Regions from separate parts of the Anser cygnoides genome. Here region 1 is linked to region 2. The links are chromatin contacts, called in public Hi-C maps. All regions are on one chromosome and are shown on one strand. The core of a region is the stretch at or near the end of the contact, and the rest is flanking DNA. Distances in the headings are between cores, read along the strand shown.

What was found. Hi-C and Micro-C count contacts between places; a contact is called where the count stands out from the background.
Region 1: a contact with region 2 is called in a Hi-C map of liver, with 2.2 times the contacts expected there. The contact joins the promoter of ESRRG here to the enhancer-like site in region 2. A contact is called at or near these places in 2 of 7 Hi-C or Micro-C datasets (both in liver).

The regions. Positions count from the first base shown.
Region 1 is chr3:21,748,777-21,751,476 of Taihu_goose_T2T_genome, reverse strand. ESRRG (estrogen related receptor gamma) reads left to right here and starts at 1,318. Exons shown (of 8, transcript XM_066995513.1): 1 at 1,318-1,458. LOC106031642 (a long non-coding RNA gene) reads right to left here and starts at 1,408. Exons shown (of 6, transcript XR_010830894.1): 1 at 1,273-1,408.
Region 2 is chr3:21,617,874-21,620,573 of Taihu_goose_T2T_genome, reverse strand. The region is part of intron 2 of ESRRG (estrogen related receptor gamma); the gene reads left to right. Among named protein-coding and RNA genes, the nearest start is that of ESRRG, 130 kb to the left of the region's middle. Within about 2 kb of position 1,418, at least 1 of the 3 cell types and tissues checked has open chromatin away from gene starts, as enhancers often do. A contact at or near this core is called in liver, where this site is marked.

The DNA.
Region 1 (2,700 bases), core at 69-2,568, 130 kb before region 2:
TGCGGGGTGGTGCGGAGCGATGCGGGATGGTGCGGAGCCCACGCGCGGCGGGGCGGCCCCGGGTGCGCCGCTCTCCGCCTGCCCGCTTCTGGCTGTTTCTCGCAGCGTGATGTTTTTTATTTATTTATTTATTTTTATTTTTTTTTTCCCCTTTTTTTCCCCTGCCCGGTAGGCTGCGGCAGGTGAATGATGAGCCCCCCGGCTCCCGGTTTATGAGCCGTGAGATTGGAACCGCGCGGGGACAGCCTCGGCGAGGCGAGGCGAGGGGCTCCGGGGGGTGGGAGCGCGCCCCCACGCGTGTCCCCGGCCGCCTGCCCCACGCCGCGCGGGTGCCCCCCGCCGCCTGCTGCGCGCCCCCGCCGCCTGCTGCGCGCCCCCCCCGCGGGCCGGGCTGCGCGCCCCCCAGTCCCCCCAGCCCATCCCACCTACCCGTGGGGCGTCCCGCGTGGGAAGGCGCGGGTGGGAGCCGTGCCGCAGCGAGGGGGCCGGGGCCCGTCCCTGAAGGGCCAGGGCAGAGGCTGCCCTCGGAGCCCGCGGGGCTGCACCCCCTCCAAAAAAAAACCCCACCCCAAATCTGGCTCTGTCCCGGCCAGGCGCCCACGCGTGGCGTGGCGTGGGGCGGCCGCGGGGGTAACCCCCAGGAGGAGTGTTTTCGGGGCTTTCTCGTGAGTGGCTGCCTCGCTCCGTGGCTGACCCAAAGCTCCAGGCTAACGCTTCGCCCCTCTCCTTTCCTCCCTCCCAAATCCTCCCCCCACCCCAATAATCCCAATCTGCCTCTTTCCTATTCCCCCCCCCCGCCCTTGCTTTTAAAGTGAAGGCGCGTTCAGGAAATGCTGCCTGCCGCCTCCCTCCTTTCCACCCGACCTAGCGGGGAGCCCCTCTTCACCTCCACCACCCTAAAAAAAAAAAAAAAAAAAAAAAAAAAAAGCCGCAAACGCACCGTGTTTCCAACCTGGAGTTAAAGTCGGTGCTAATCCGGGTCAGCTCCTGCCCCTGTTGGGAAGGCAGGGAGGGAGCGTGTAACATATGGGTTGTAGGGGGAAAAACCAAAGCAAGCCCCCAAAATAAACAAACAAACCAGAACCTCGCGCACAATCACGGTGAAGTCAAATTCCTTCCTACACACCCACAACTTTAGCTCTGTCTGCTGCCTGGGGGGTTTTAATCTTGCAAAGAGAAAGGGGGGCTCCCTGCGCAAAATTACGCCTTCTCCTCTCATTTGTTAGCTGATTCCATCAAAAAGTTCGCTATTTATAGGCTACACACACGAACCTGGAGTAATACAAACCCTCCCGTGTTGTTCCCCTCGCAAAGTGGCCGGTCGTGAAGCATCCGAGCGGTTTGGTGTGTGCGCCAGTGAGAGAGAGACACACAGAGAGCGCTACAATCAAAAAGGGGAAAGAAGATCTCAAGCTGAGAGACTTATTAATTGCTAAGAGCCGCTCTGCCACCAGCCATGTGAGTACCTAACAACGATCACCTTTTGCACAGATGGTCAGCGATCAGGCACAGACACTTTCTGTCCTTTTCTTCCTCCCTCCCCTTTCTTATTTTTTTATTCCCGTCCAGTCTCTCTCCCACCCGCCTTTTTTTTTTTTTCCTTTTTTTTTTTTTTTTCTTTTCCTTTTAGTTTGAGCTCGCACGGCTTATTCCTCCCCACGAGGAGGAATGAAGCGTGGGGGCGAGCGCGGGGGAGAAAATGTGCCGGAGCAGAGGAAGGAAGGAAGGAGTGGTGGAGGGAGAGAAGGAGGAGGGTTTGTTAAGCGATCGCCTTGTCCCCTGAGCCCGAGCCGGCTGGGAATTAGTACCAGAAAGATAACGGAGGTTACATCCCTCCCTCTTCCTCCGCTTTTCTTTTCCGGGAGCACTCAGCCCCCCAGACAATTACCCCGGTAGCAGCGCGGCTAACGAGCTGTATTCAGCAGGACCCACTTGGGGGAATTAAAAGGGGGGAAAAACAGAAAAAAAAAAAAAAAAAAGAGAGAGAAAGAAAAAAAAAAGAAAAAAAGGAAAAGCGAGCGAGAAGGACGCGGGGACGGGGGCTCGGCGCCTGGCGTGCGGGCAGTGGAGAGCCCCCGCGCCCCACGGGCAGGGGCAGGCGGCAGCGAGCAGCGGGCTGGGCTCGCCGTGGCCCCGCTCCTTTCCCCACGCGTGGGCTCTCGGCTCCCGTGGGCTCGCCGTAGCCCCGCTCCTTCCTTCCCTGCCCTTTCCCCACGCGTGGCACAGCGGGCGCAGGCGAGCCCCACAGCAGCGTGCGCCTTTTAGAAACCGCACAGCGGGCTCGAAGGGGGGCGAGAGGGGGGGGACACGGCCTGTACCGGGCTCGGAGACCCCTCGGAAGCCGGGTGCGGGGCTCGGGGTGCGGAGCGAGCCGCTGGCAGCGCGGAGAGGCGCGGTGCTGAGCCGGCCCCCAGCTCGGAGCGGGTTAGCGCAGCGTTAAATTCACAGGGCCGGGGTTACCCGGGGCAGCATCACGGCGTGTGCCCGGGCTGTAACCTTTGCTCGTTTATACACAAAGAAGAGGGAGAGCCGGAGTTGCACCTGGAAATCCAAAGAGCAGGGTGAGTATCGGTATTCGCTCCTCTCCCTGCCGTGCCTGGGAACAAAGTTCAGAGGCAGCCGGCGCGGCGCTGGGTGCGGGTCCCCGGAGCCCCCCCCCCCGGGGCTGCAGCCGTCGCGTTTCGGGCCGGCACCAGCGAA
Region 2 (2,700 bases), core at 169-2,668:
CAGTTGGATGGAGTCCAGTCTTGCAAGCAGGTGCCTTTTTTCATACTCCCCTTCACTTTCCTTGCAAATGATTGTAAATTGTAATCAACTGTAAGAGTAGTGGATATTTTTAATCAGCTCATCCCTCTGTAAGAAGACTAAAGTTTTCATGAGTGTTTTTTTAGAATGAAACTGTGTACTATTAAACAGATATGATCTACCTCTGCCTCATGGTAGCTGGTAAATTACTTTATATCCCTTCTCTCTCCCACAAGGCAGTCTGTTTAACTGAAGCTTGTGAAATGTTGTGATCTTTGCATGAATGGACTTATTGAAGTGAAAAGCATTAACAATATTTATTTCGGTGGATTGCAGAGTTAATGACTGAAGAAGAAAAACTGGTAAAACTTGCTTTCTATATATACAACAGAGTCTACAAGAAACTTAATTCATTTTTAAGAAAGCAGACGTGTCTGTGTCTGAATCTGTTACAGTATGTGTGATCCCCTTATCATGCTGGGTTGAATGTCTTCTAACAACGTTATTGAAATATATCTCCAACATTCATATTTGAGTCTTTCTTGCATTGTGGGTATTAAATGGAAGCCAGTGTCTGTCTTTCTCTGCTCAGTGCAAAAGATATTTACTGTATTTGAGTGTCTTCAGTTTTGGTTCTCATTTTGCAAACGCGGTACACTTTAATTAAGGCTTGTCATTTGAAATCTAATGATTACATTTACTGTAATGTCTCCATCTTGAGGAGGTGAATTTGACTTAGAAATCCTCTCTGTCATAGAGGGGCTGATAACGGTTTGAAGAGTTCTTTTCCTGGGTGAGAGCCATTCTCCTGGCTTGTGCTGCTCTTTCTGGGTACAGGGTCGTAGTGCTCGCTTAAAGGATCACACTGTGTTGCTTTGTACAACTTAGAAGCACTAAAAATGGACGAGAAAATCCCTGAAGTTGTGTATATATACACATTTAGCTTGGAACGTACCTGCATGGGATGGTCTTTTCCCTTTTGTCTTTCAACACGGTTTCAGAGGTGGCTTATTGATTATACTGGAACGATGAAGAAACTCCTCTCCCTGAATTAAGCTTCTGTTAGTCTCTGAAAGGACTTTGACCAAACAGTGAATTGTTAATACACTGAGGTGGTTTTTTTATTGTTGATTTTGGCTTTTAAATAAACCTTCCTATAAAAGCAGGTTTTGGTTGACCTTTCACCTGCTCCTTTCAAAGGGAAGAGTTGTCTCACGTTTCTTCTGAGGGTACTGCCTGCATCTCCAAATCTTCTACTGCTGCTGTTCAAGCACCTGCTTTTAATGTCAAGTCAAAATCCTAACTAATTTTACTGTCAAGTAAATGCCATTTTATGTCTGCTTATTCTGCTGGAAAGCATAGAAAAGAACTTAGTTTTCAAAAAGAAGTTATCGAAGCCTCAAATTAATTGATTTTCAGTGTTGCAATATTTTAAACCAAACTTGTGATTTTTTCCCCTAGTTAAGATTATATCATGGTGGTGTGGTGTTGTGGGGGCAAGGGTCCTAAGCTTTTTCCCCAGCCTGTTGTGGTGCAGGTAGAAAGCTGCTACAACATTCAGACTCAGGAGGACGATTGTGTTATGCCTGTCTCTGTCAGAAAATGCTGGGGTTTGTGCAGAGGACGGGCCTGGCAGTGAGCTGAGATGAGGGGAGATGCAGGGGGTACCCCACAAGGCACAGGAACATGTCCTGGCTCTGGGATCTCTGGTCAGGGAGGCCATCCAGCCCTGAGCTCTCATTCTGGTGAGAGAGCCATGCCGTGGTTTGCATGGCAATACGGCAGGACGAATGGTGTTTGTGCCATGGGGGTTGAGAACAGGGCATGGAGAGAGGTGGTAGGAGGCTTGTGGGCTCACCTCAAAGTGTCCTGTGCAGTATGTGGATGCTCAAAAGAGAAGGTGACAGGCTGGCCGCTGGCTCATTGTCCTCAGATGTCCTGGTTAGGAAATGATTTGGCAGGTGGCATCTGATTAACTTGCGGTCTTTCACTGCGTCTGGTTTGCACATCCTACCAAGAGCAAAGCCTGGGTTTTCAGACTCTGGCACCCTGCTCTGGTGCTTCTCACCCAGGTCTCTGGAGAAGCCCTGTGGCAGCGAGAGGACCGAGGTGCCTCCCCCAAATCACACCCAGCTGTCTCATCACAGGGCTCATCCTTCTTGTTGGGAGCAGGTCCCCGTGCGGCAGAGGCAGGAGCACACTTGGGCTGGGATGCCTTACCCAAGGCATCAAGTCATACCCAGACTTCAGGTTAAGCAGTGCTAAGGGCCCTGGATGGGCCGTCTGCAGGGTGGGAGATTGCAGTGAATGACAAACATGTGCCAGTGATAGGTACAAGCTTTCTTGACCTGCCTTAATTTTTCCAATCAGGCCTATAATTGCTAAGGGAAGGTGTAGACAAATGCAATAATAATAATAAAAAGTCAGAGCTATAGCAAGGCTCTAAAAGGAAATACATTTTAGAAATATATTTTGTTGTTTAATTAATAAGGATTTTGTTGTCAGGCTAAAACAGACTAAAAATAAACAGCTGTATAGTACTTCATTAAGCTGCCTGCTTGGAGTGATTTTCCCATTGATTAGTCTCAGGGCTAATGCTGGTTCATTCCTCATTTCATTGCTAATTAACATCAGCTCTGCTCCTGACCACTTGACCGCACTCTCTCTGTGAACATGTGCTGG